Regions from separate parts of the Gossypium hirsutum genome. Here region 2 is linked to region 1. A link is a contact called in public Hi-C data. All regions are on one chromosome and are shown on one strand. The core of a region is the stretch at or near the end of the contact, and the rest is flanking DNA. Distances in the headings are between cores, read along the strand shown. Region 1 holds the start of LOC107926748 (protein LIGHT-DEPENDENT SHORT HYPOCOTYLS 1). Region 2 holds the start of LOC107889548 (transcription factor UNE12).

What was found. A called contact is a pair of places that touch in the nucleus more often than the background predicts.
Region 2: a contact with region 1 is called in a Hi-C map of leaf, with 1.7 times the contacts expected there. The contact joins the promoter of LOC107889548 here to the promoter of LOC107926748 in region 1. A contact is called at or near these places in 3 of 34 Hi-C or Micro-C datasets (leaf and petal).

The regions. Positions count from the first base shown.
Region 1 is chrA11:106,842,848-106,849,211 of Gossypium_hirsutum_v2.1, reverse strand. LOC107926748 (protein LIGHT-DEPENDENT SHORT HYPOCOTYLS 1) reads left to right here and starts at 3,028. Exons shown (of 2, transcript XM_016857668.2): 1 at 3,028-4,481; 2 at 5,006-5,267. The coding sequence starts at 3,818. The coding sequence ends at 5,019.
Region 2 is chrA11:107,104,656-107,111,019 of Gossypium_hirsutum_v2.1, reverse strand. It overlaps LOC107889548 (transcription factor UNE12), which reads left to right and starts at 3,788. Exons shown (of 7, transcript XM_016814019.2): 1 at 3,788-4,796; 2 at 5,305-5,412. The coding sequence starts at 4,485.

The sequences.
Region 1 (6,364 bases), core at 1,779-4,278:
AGACCAATTTTGAAAGAACAAGAAATGTAAATGGAACAGCAGAATACTGACGCCCAAATTGAAAGAAAAAAGAAAATAATTCTATTCAATTCCTAATTGAAATCAGAATGTAGAATTACATGTGTCTTTCCTAAGCACATTAGGGCCCTATTTATATACATGGAATTTACTAATTTTAGCCTTAACCACTTTAACATAAAATAAATAAATAAATAAAATAGGATTCTTTTTTCTATTTTTGGCTTTTATAAAGTCAAAAAATCTGATGAGTCCTTGGATTTCTCCATATTTCTAATTCGGCCTCATTTCATTGATTGTGTTTCAATTTGGTCCTTTTCTGCTTGTTTTTGTCTCTAAGCATCCCAATTGCATCCCTGACAAGATTAAAACATAAAAGCACTTAATTTAGCAGGAATCAATTCAGAAATAAACCGAATTAAACACAAAATGTCGTGCAAATTAACATGTTATCAATGAATTTTATTTTTTGGAAAAAACGTACAGTTACTGATTATAAAGATAATTTGCTTTCCTACTAAAAGTAAATAAAAGTTTTCATTTTATGATTTAGTTCATATTGTTCAAGCTCACACTTGAGGCAATTTGTGGTTCAAGGATAGCGGAGAAGGGCGTTCGATTAACAGGCAAGATCGACTTTAGTCTCTCTTGTACAAAGCACATGTATATTTTTGTTAGAGCTTATGACTATAAATAACACAACAGCTCGGTTTAAGAAAAAAATTTAAACTTCTGTTGTACCTAAAATCATTGTTTCTTAATCAAGTTTTTCAACACACAATACCAACATCCTCGCCATGTTTAATTACCATTTCTTTCTCTTAAAGAATGTTATCAAGGATATCATTTCTTCTATTATCAAATTATAGTGATCAATTGATCTTTTTTTATTTATTTATAATGATGGTCTTATATTTGTCTACTTTATTTATTTCTTCTTATCCAATAAATTAATTTCACAACCACTAAATATATGAAGTCATACATCATGTCTTTTTCACCAAGCAAATTGTTGTAAAGAGGCCTCAAGTCCCTTGGTGAAACAATACAACATATTTATTATTTTTCATAGCTTCTTTTCATTGTCAATAGATGACCTTTAAAACTTGTCATGTATGCATACTTAAATTACATTATTTTTTTCTCAACAAATCATACACATACAAGGGTGCTTCATATATTTTTAGAATTTAGTCATATTAGAGGACTGTTAATCATCCAATCCTTAAACTATAACATTATACATTTATACACCCTTTATCATGGATATTATTAGTCATTTCCTGACTATGATCAAAATCATGGCATCACCTAAATTGGTTAATAACATTCGTATTGATATTTCCATATGAGATTTTTTTTATTCATGGCTTTCAAAGTTAATTTAAAATTTTACTACATCTCCAACCCATATATAAAAATCAAGTACACTATCATAAATATGCACAGTAGGATCTTGATTTCAAATATATGATCATCATGTTCACATTCTCACTAGAAGATTTCATACCAGGATAGTAATTTTGTGATATCAACTAATGATTTCCACTATTCTACTTTGACTAGAAAAATTACCCATACATATTGCATATGACTTATTTCATTTCTAGTCAAAGTCACTTATAGTCCAACCTTTATAACATAGACTAAAAAATGTTCAACCATAAATAAATTTCATTTAGCTTATGATTATTATTTTTCTAAACCAACCAAGATTTTTCATATTATATGATCATCTGTAAACTTTCATTTTTAGCAATGAATACACTTAAAATAAGGTCTCATTAATAACCTTCAAATGTTATTTACTAATATCATGATTTGAATCAACAAATAACTTCATATCTAAAGTTAAATATATAACATGAAAAAAGAAAGAGTACTTTTTTACCAAAAAGTTTCACTCACAAAATGGATCGAATGAATTAAATTTCTATTCTCTAAGCTTATTGTTTATATATAATACATCAATCGATACTTAAGTGACTTTTTAAAATGACATTACTTTTCAAAATGCACTTTTTGGTTTCAAGAAATCATTTCAACCCAACATTTTGAAAGTAACTATTAGATTCAATAACACAACTTCTTAGTTTAAGAAGGCTCTCTCAAATGGTCATAATGTTTCTATAAAATATAAGTCTCTTCAACTAATATTTGAACAATGTCATCACCATTCAAAGCAAAAGTATTGTTTCGATTCATTAATAGATTTTTTCCCAACCGTGCATTCCATGCATTCATCCATCTTTCTTACATGATATATAATGTATATTATAATTTTATACCAATAACAATTATGCATGTGATAAACTAGCATTTTATTTCTATCAAATAATCCATGAGACAATCATACTTTTAATAGTAATATAACTTAATCATTGAATCTAATTCACGCAAAATAAGTAAAACAATAAATTTGACATACATTTTCTCATGATAAAAATTTCTTCTAAATCAAAATTTGGTAAAATCACTTACCTCAATGCAACTATATTTGTCGGTAGTCATCCTCATAGTATCATGCTTGTAGTGATATGTGAATGAACTGTGAACAGACAAACCTTTAATTTGTAAAATTAAAACCATAAAATTATTGATGCATAGGTATAAAATAAATTTATAAAAAATTAATAAAGATTTTAAAATATGTAATTATATTACTTTTTTAGACATGTCAAATCACTATGTAAAACTCGCTAGGTAAAATTAAAAAAAAAGTTTAACAATTTAATAGTTTAAAAAAAATTAAATAATAATTTTTTTATAATTTTTTAAATTAATTGATTAAAATATAAACATATTAATAAATTAACGATTGATCTTGAGTGTAGTTTGAATTGATTAGAGGCTGAAATTTTGAAAATCTTTAGTTCTTTACCATCATTACATTTGTTGGGATTTACACGCGCTTAAGAAGGAGAGTTTGAAGTTTTATGAAGTGAAAATGAAAGCCTGAAATATTTGGGTACAGGCCTTGGGTCACCATCAACTCTGCATATCACTGCCAAACTTTGTCCTATTTTTTGCTACATAGTTTCCTTTTTTTCTTTTTTTTAACTCTCGACTACTTATTAACCAGCCAGAGAGGCCTATCAATGTCTGAGAACTCTTCACAGTTCTCTCTTTCTTTCTCATCTCTTAAGCCATTGGACAAGGAGAGTTGTGTCATTCATTTTCCCTCATTCTCTTACTCTCTTTATTTCAAAACCCCTCTCTCTCTTACTTTATCAATAGTGTTTTAACTTCAGTTTGCTTGCCCTTTTTCTGTGAAATCAAAAGAGAATCTGAGTGATCATCTCTGATTTCTTTTTCTCTTTTTTTCCCTATCTTTAAGCATACTTTTTCATAGTTCATACACCAGTTAACTGCAGTCTTTCAAGAATTTCTTGCTGACTCCTCTGTGCTTGCTGGTTTATGTGTATTTTTGTTTGTGTGATTAATTTCAAACCCCAAAGCTATCATCTCTTTGTTTCCAATTCAATTTTACCAGATTTTCTCTCCTAGAAAAAAAAATCTTAGGACACCCTTTTTTCTGGGTTTTTTTTTCTTATCAATTCTCATGGAAGCCATGTATCTTGCATTTCATCATCATTTCTTGAGTTATTCTTGTCACCTATATGCTTGCAAGTGAACGTTGTTCATCACTTTTCTTATTATCCCCCGATCTTTCAAGAAAAACATAGAAGAGTGAAGTGAAACCCTACAAAGAGCATCAAAACAAGAAGCTAAGATAACATCATCGGCACGAAAAGCAGTAGCTTCCAAGATCTTTTCATACCCAAGAAAGAAACTGATAATGGACTTGGTTTCCCCACAAAACAACCCAAATGACTATCCAAGTCGGATAGTAAGCTCAAGCACCATAGCAACTATGGCTACCAACAATAACAACATCATTAGTAGCAGTAGTAATAGTAGTGCAACTGCAACGCCTAATTCTAGCAGTACAACCATGACTCCACCTCCATCGACCACTCCAAGCCGGTATGAGAACCAGAAGCGTAGGGATTGGAACACTTTTTGCCAATACCTGCGAAACCATAGGCCTCCACTCTCACTTTCAATGTGTAGTGGTGTCCATGTCCTTGAGTTCCTTAGGTACCTGGATCAATTTGGGAAGACCAAAGTTCACAACCAGACTTGCCCTTTCTATGGTCTCCCTAACCCTCCTGCTCCTTGTCCTTGTCCTCTTAGACAAGCTTGGGGTAGCCTGGATGCACTCATTGGCCGACTCAGGGCTGCCTATGAGGAGCATGGGGGTAGGTCTGAAGGGAACCCTTTTGGAGCTAGAGCTGTGAGGATTTACTTGAGGGAAGTCAGGGATTTCCAGGCCAAAGCTAGAGGTGTTAGCTATGAGAAGAAAAGGAAGAGGCCTAAGCTGAAGGTACCTGTCCCATCATCACCACAACAACAATCATCAGCTCCTACACCACCCACACTTGCTGATGCCACTGCTGCAAGTGAGTTTTCCCTTTTCTAACTTGTTTAATTTTATGCTTTTTTTCCCATATTGAGCTTGTACAATCTCTGTATGTTTTGCTTTGGTCATTTGAAAACTAGGTTAGTCTGCTTTGGAAAGTGGGTACCCTTCGAATTGGTCTTTAGGGGACAGTTTGAAATGGTAATGACATGATGATCAGTTACTAGGAAGCAGAGGTAACTGGAAATGAATAGTACAAAAAAGAAAATGATGGCAACAAAAGAAAGATCCTATTAACATGTAGTAAAAAAATAATAAATAAATTCAAATTTAATCTAATTAGTCCATGCAGTTTCATAAATTTAGGTCCAAATTTTGTTTCTACAAAAGGTATATACTCAAACCAGTCATCAAACTGTTATGTACTTTGGATATTATCTTTCTAGCTAGCTGCTGCTTGCTTTTCTTGGGACATTTTTAATCTCAATTTTCTTTTTTTGGCTTGATGCTAAAGGAGACATTTCCTATTCTTTTCTTTTCTTTTTCTTTTTTCTTTTTTTGCAGCAAGTACTATATAATTGGAACAAGGATAAGGGGTCCTTTTGCAATTAGCAACTGTCTGGGATGATATGGTTTAATGGTTTTTGTTTTTCTTTTTAAGGTATTTTCTCTTTTTCTAGTTCATCATATTTCAATGGCTTATATAGTTTATCTAAATGTTATATATACAATTTGATGGTATAAGCCAATGCCACTGCTAGTCCATATATATCTTGTAATTTTCTATGTTTCTTTTTCATATATTAATATGAAACCTGTTCCTATATATCCAATTCTCTTCCCTATGATTCACATAATGTCTAGAGAATTTAGCCAAGTTATTAATAGCGCATAATTTTATATTTATAAGTGAATTATGATGCTATATCATTCGTATATAAAATTAAACAAAGTGGATGTATCAAATATTAATAATAATAATAATAATAATAAATATTTGTAATGGAAGACAAAGCATAATGGGATGTGGAAACTCACGAGTTTGTCCATAGTGTAGGTTAAGTCTATCAGATACAGGATCCAGTTAATTAACGAGTATTTATAGATATTAAAGGTTAGTTGATTGTCATTTGAAAAATATGTTAATTCTTTATATATTACTTTCACTAAATTCTATGAAGAAAAATAATCTAATACTTACACTTTTGTTATATAATCAACATCAGTCTTAATTAGTAATGTCATTAGACACCAATTAAAATATAATAACAATCAGATCTATATTGTAAGGCAAAAAGACAAAACCTAGATTCATCTTTTGCTAATGTTGATGACAGCTAAAACAAAACACAAAACACACACATGTCATGAAAGTGTTAGGTTTATACAAAATTTTGAGCCAATAAAGCAGATGGAATATTTGAAGGTTTGAGGCCTAATCAAAGGGCTATTTGTTAATCCACTTGGGCAGACGAACTTTTGAACATTATTAAGGATAATACTTGTTTAATGCTAGGCTGATGTTTGATTATCTCTTCTTTTTTTGGTTAAAAAGATTACATTGGGTTACTATTTTCAAAGCTTTGGAAGAATGAATATTAAAGGTTCCATAAAATCTAATAAGTTAGATTAATTCATTAAAAAATCATAATTTAATTATTCCTTTCGCGTGTGTTTCTGGAACTGCTGACACAAGCTAGTTTAGACTGACTCTTGTGGACTATATGAAAATACTAACAAATGCTGAATCATGGATGCTATATGGAATGTGTCTGTAAATATATATGTGAGTTGTTATGAAGCAGTTCGTGTTGTTATTGGAAATAAATTAACATAGAAACCTTGGTGTATCTGCCAATGAAAACTCATGCATTGGCAGTGAAGAAATGGTGGACCATATCACAGAACATAAAAACTGCATGC
Region 2 (6,364 bases), core at 2,539-5,038, 260 kb before region 1:
AAATTTAAACTGGAAAAACCCCTCCAAAAAGGATAAAAAAAACTACGAGCAAAGATAATTTTACTATAATGGCAAAAGAACAAAGAGTACAAAAGATGGATATCAAAACTAAACCTCAAAACGTAAACACAAAATTCTCCAAAAGTGTTATGAGTTTTAATTTTTAATGGGTGTATTTTCTAAGGTTGTAAAAGAATCTATTTATAGGCTAAATTCTTAAGTTAAATAATAATAAAATAATCTAGACAAATCATAGTTTGGCTGAAACAAATAAAGAGAGTCTAACTAGGAGATTATCTCCCAAACTTGACCGAAATATGAGGCATACTCAACAAATCTTCACCTTAACTCGTATTTCCACCACGTCATCTTTGCCAAAACCCGCCACGGACCTATCTTGAACTGTGCAGGGAATTAATTGAGTCGAATCTATGCTTAGAAGTTGAGAGACTTCTAGCCTTCGACTTGTGCACTGCCAAATCAAAACTAACTCGGGTCTGATTTTCGTGAACACAGTACCCTAACTTTTCAAAACCTACATCCAAAAGAGAACCTCTCTTCAACGAAACGGTCATACCTTTTTCCCTCATATGACCAAGTTGTTCTTTCTCCGATCGAGTTGACTTCAACTCCGTAACAGACGAGAGACATCCGTTTTCACCAGTAACTCTAGAACCTTCCAGAATATAAAGAATGTCGATCATTTTATCTTTTAACAAAATGAGAGCCCCACGAGACACTTTAACATCGCTAAACTCGATGCTGATCCTGCAACCTTTTGAGTCTAAAATACTTAAAGAGATGAGATTTTTTCGTAAATCAAGTATATACCTGACATCTAAAAGTGCCCTAATTGTCCTATCGTGCATCCTAATTTTAATAGTACCAATACCGATTACCTTACTTGATGAATCGTTTTCCATGCTTACAACTCCACCTTTAACCGAACTGTATGTGGAAAAATATTCTCTATTGGGACACATGTGGAAAGAGCATCTAAAATCTAGGACCCACTCGGACGTAAGTTCAGAGCTTTCGCTCGTTGACACTAACAAGAAATCATCACTACTTTCATCGACCAATAGCACTAGCTACATTTTCCTCGTTGCTTTCACCAACACTTTTATTTTGTAGTTTATAACAATTTGCTTTGATGTGACCTAACTTCTTACAATAACGACACTTTTTGTCTCGCTTCTTTGATGTTACCGAAATGGAAGCTTGCCTATTTGCCTTGATATCCAAACCAAACTCATTGTCGAGTTTATCTTTACTCAACAAATAACCCTTCACATCCTCGAATGAGAGTTTGTCTCTGTCATAAATCAAGGTCTCCCTGAAAGACTTGTATGAATAGTGTAAAGAGCACAATAATAGCATAACCTGATCTTCATCATCAACCATAACCTCAACATTCTTTAAATTGTTCAAAAGAGTAAAAAATTGACTAATGTGATCTCTAAGAAGCTCACATTCGTTCATGCAAAATGTAAATAAACATTGTTTCAACTCTAAATGGTTAGTCAGAGACTTAGTCACATAAAGAGTTTCTAACATTTTCCACAAGGCAGATGAGGATTTCTCCATCAATACCTCCTGCAATACCCCATTCGCAAGGCACAACTAGATTGTAGACAAGGCCTTTTCATCAACCTCTTTCCATTCTGTCTGATCTAGATTCTCAGGCTTTTTTCTGGTAATGACCTTTTTCAAGCTGGTCTGAATTAGAATTGCCATCATCCGAACTTGCCACAAATTGAAATTTATGACACCATCGAACTTCTCAATGTCGAACCTTATTGCTACCATCTCTGAACGGGCTAATCTGTGAAAATCAAACTAACTCTGATACAACTTGTTGGGGATCAAACTGATTAAGCAACAAACAAGCAAAAAAAATCAAAGAAATTGAGAAATTGAGCACACAAATTTAACATGGAAAAACCCTTCCAATGTGGATAAAATACCACGGGCAAAGATAATTATACTATAATGGCAAAAGAACGAAGAGTAAAAAAGATGGAGATCAAAACTAATCCTTGAAACTCGAAAAGAACGAACCCTCAAAACGTAAATATAAAATTCTCCAAAAGTGTTATGAGTTTTAATCTTTAATGAGTGTATTTTATAAGGTTGTAAAAGAACTTATTTATAAGCTAAATTTGTAGGTCAAATAATAATAAAATAATCTAAACTAATTAGAATTTGACTGAAACAAATAAACAAAGTTTAACTGAAAAATTATCTCTCAAATTTGACTGAAATATGAGGCATACTCAATATTAACTAGGATTTCGATTTTTTAAAGAGGAATTGATTTGCTCAACATTGAATTGAGAGAGACTCAAAATGTGTTTTTGCCAAAAGAAAACAATTGATAATTATCTTTGAATTTGAATTCAAATTTGAATTGACATTTAAATTTCAATTATTTAAAATAATTCAAGAGATTAATTAATATTTTTTCGGATTAAATTTTAGCTCAATGATATCTATATTATTGTCAATGCAAGAAGAAATTTATCCTCCTATTTAAGGATCGGATAGGACAATTATATAAAAAATATATATTAATTAATATTCTTAATTGTTCTCATTAGTATATCATGTATTTTTTATTTATTTAGAAATAGCATGAATTCTATAAAACACATCTATTATTTATGCATGTGTTTCATTTTTTTTTAAAATTTTTGAATTGATATTTAATTTTTAATAAAATAATTTGCAATCATTTATATTATTCTTTAACGAATTTTTCATTAGTATTGGTAAGCATATAAATAAAATATGTTGTGTTATATAAATGATTGCGCATGGAGTGTTTTATATATATATATTTCCTCATTTGTTAGTTGTAATTATTCAGGTTATGTTTGATAAAATAAAAAAATAAGCATTAAAAAATTAAATGTTGAATTTAAGTTATTAAATAATAAAATAAAATAAAATAATAATTGAATTTTATTGTGGGTCATAAAAAATGTTTAAAAAAACATTAAGTTGTTGCAAATATTAATTTTTATTTTACTAATATTTTTAACCTTTTATCAAGCAAGACCTTAATTATGTTAGAGTTTTTTTTATTGCATTTTATTTCTTTCTTTTTTATTTAATTTTTGTTTATAGTTATTTTTATAAGAAAGCACTCATTTTTTTAAATTTTACATAATCATATATATTTTTATTTTTAGTGAATAGAATTAAGCTTGCAAACCTCATCTTGAGCATGGTTTCATATTTATTTTGATTTCAACATTATATATGGAATAATTATTCATGAATCAAAGAAAATACAAGCAATAGTCCTTTTTAAGAGGCCAAAAAAACAAAATTATTGTTATTTTCTTCAACAATCATTTAAAAATAATTGTAACATATAATATTACATATATAAATTATTTTTATTAAAAAGTAATAAATCATATTTAGTTCATTTTAAAAAAATCTTAATTATAAAAAATAAGATTATGATTTATATATTAAACAAAACTTGCATTATATATTTAAATAAATAAAAAGAACCCATGGATTGTATGTACCGTAAATTAGTGGTTCACCTGAAAAATTTATTTATAAAAAGTTTTATGTTAAAAGCAAGTAAAGTGTTAATTGAAGTGATTAAGTTAAAAGTTTAAATATTTAATATTTTAAATTTAAATTTTATTCAAGTATTGTTTTATTAAAAATATAAATTTTTTTAAATTTATAAAAATAACATAATTTTATTAATTTCCAAACTGAATTAAAAATTTAATATATAATACAACACAAAATGGAGTTCATCAAACCACAATCATTACTCCATTTGATTACTTTTTCTTTTCCCACTCTCTTCTATTCGAGTTTTGCCTAAAAGCCAACTCTTTTTCTTTGGTATTATTATTTTTCCTTTAAAACCATACCTCAGAACACAAACCAAAGCTCCTCTACCATATTCACTAAACACAAAGTTGGAGACTCAAAACCCAAACCCACACTATCAAACACTTTCTTCAGTTCATCTTCCCTTCTCTTCTCAAACTCAAACCCTTCTCTCTCTCTCTCTCTCTCTCTCTCTCACAGTTTCCAATCCATTTAAACCAAAAAAAAAAAAAACACCAAACCAACACCAAGTGAAAAGGCCATACCTTGAAAATTCTTCTTGGAATCCACAATTTCCTTTCCGGATTATCGGGTTCCGGATCTGCCACCCACTTCACCAACACCCCTTCCACCTTTTCTTGGTTACCCCGTTAAACCCCCTCTTAACTTTCTATAAAACCCACCACCAAGAAAAAATATAATCAAACTCCAAAAATAGAAGAAAAGAGAAAGAACCCTGTTTTTAAAATCTCTTCCCACTGTCTAAAACATTGAGAAACACGTCTTTTATATATATAGTGAAACCTAAAGACAAAAAGTCTTATTTTACACACATACACATACAAGTAATAGAGAGGGCCGGGAAGAAGAAGTTGCTTTGCGTGTTTGCGTTTTTAAATATGGCAGGTAATCAACAACAGGAAGCTGGGTTAGGTGATGATTTCTTTGAACAGATCCTGGCAGTACCACCAGGCTATGGTGGTGGCGGAGGTGGTGGTGCCACCTTGCCTATGGGGTTGCAATTAGGTTCAAGTGGTGGTGCAACTGGCGCCAGTGGTGGCGATAGTGGTGGTGGGTTTAGAGGAATAGGCATGATGCCTTTAGGGTTGAATTTGGAACATGGATTCTTAAGACATGAAGATGGAGTTGTAGTTGACAACAACAACAACAATGCTTCTTGTTCAGCTGCTTCTGCTGTTTCTGGAATCAGTGTATGAAAATTCAATCAATCTCACTTTCCATCTATTAAACCTATCTTTTTACTTGTCTTCTTTCTCTTTCCCTTTTCTTTAAAATATGGGCTATTATACAATTTTTATACCCTTTGCACTTAAGAGTTGATACAAGTTTCTCTTTGACGGTAAAATGACATGAAATCATATGGTAGAACCAATTATTTCTTTTGAAGATTTATCAATGGTAGGATATTAGGAATAGAAGCATTATTTCCAAGGGTTTCTTATTTTTTAACTACTTTTTCATAATTCATGCTGAAAAATATTTTCGCTTTTGTACCTAATTTTTCCTTCTTAAAGTCGGCTTTTCCTACTGCTAATTCCTCCTAACTTGGACTTGATGTTCCTCCTTTGAAAAATAAAGCGATTTTTTTTTCTAATGTTCTATATTTATATGCTTTATATATGAACATCAAGAAATTAGAAGGGTAATTCAGTCATAATGTGCGTGTGTGTTTTCTTTTGTAACTTTGCTTTGTGGCAGGAGAGAGATTCTATGCATATGGTAAGCTTGTTTCCACCTTTTGGACAAATGCAAACTCAGCAAATCCGTGCTTCACCGCCACCTCAGCCTCCACCGCAACTCCACCAGGTAAAACTTTTTTTGGGACAGATATACCCTTTATATTTTCATTTTTCCCCTAAAGTTTTTTGGACTTTGTGCTTAATAAAGATGCCCTATAAGGAGCCTATTTCCTATAGCATTTGAAACTTAATTTGGACTACTTTTTCATGGGTAAAATATCAGTAAAATTATCAATTATGATGTCTGATATAATATTGTTATAAATAATGTATTAACTTATCATAAAACATATATTTTTTTATGTTTAGTATATACCAAAAGAAATTTAAAATTTGGAATTGAACTACCTTTTTGTTCTTTCTTTTAAGGTTGTACTGTAAAATTTGCCCTTTTTGTACGGTTCATCATGATTAAAATCAGGGGTATATTTGATATTTGGAGAAAACCTAGGGGTTTAATTATTATTTCCCTTTTATTATTCGTGCCTTTCACGCTCTTTAATGGAGAGCGTGGGTGAAAGGGAAGCAATTACTGACACGGATACAATGTTTTGTGCACGTGTGGAGAACTCTGCTATTATATCATCATCTCATCCTATACAATTTACAAAGGTGAAAAGTGAGAGAGACTCGAGTGGTCTTTTTCAACAATGCAGTGATGATCTTTGTCGGAGATAGATTTCCCACGTGACTAGCTAGCGCGTGTGTAGCAAACGCTTCAAAAGTTAGCTTGGGGTTTTCAGTTTTTTAAAGCCATTTTTTTAAATATCCGTGTTATTTTCAATTTCCAGATTTTTTGCATGAGTTTGGGGAACAAAATTAATTCTTATTTTGTTAATTTCATAAGTGAAGGGTTTATCGTTGGCTTGAGAAATTTTTAAGAGAATGTTGTGATTATTTTAGTGTGGCATTACCAACTCATGCAAGTACTTGTTAGAATTTTTTTTATTTATTTCATTTCACTAAGTTTATGAGAAAATATAGAAAGTACCCTCGATTTGGTTTGCCTTATTTCGGCT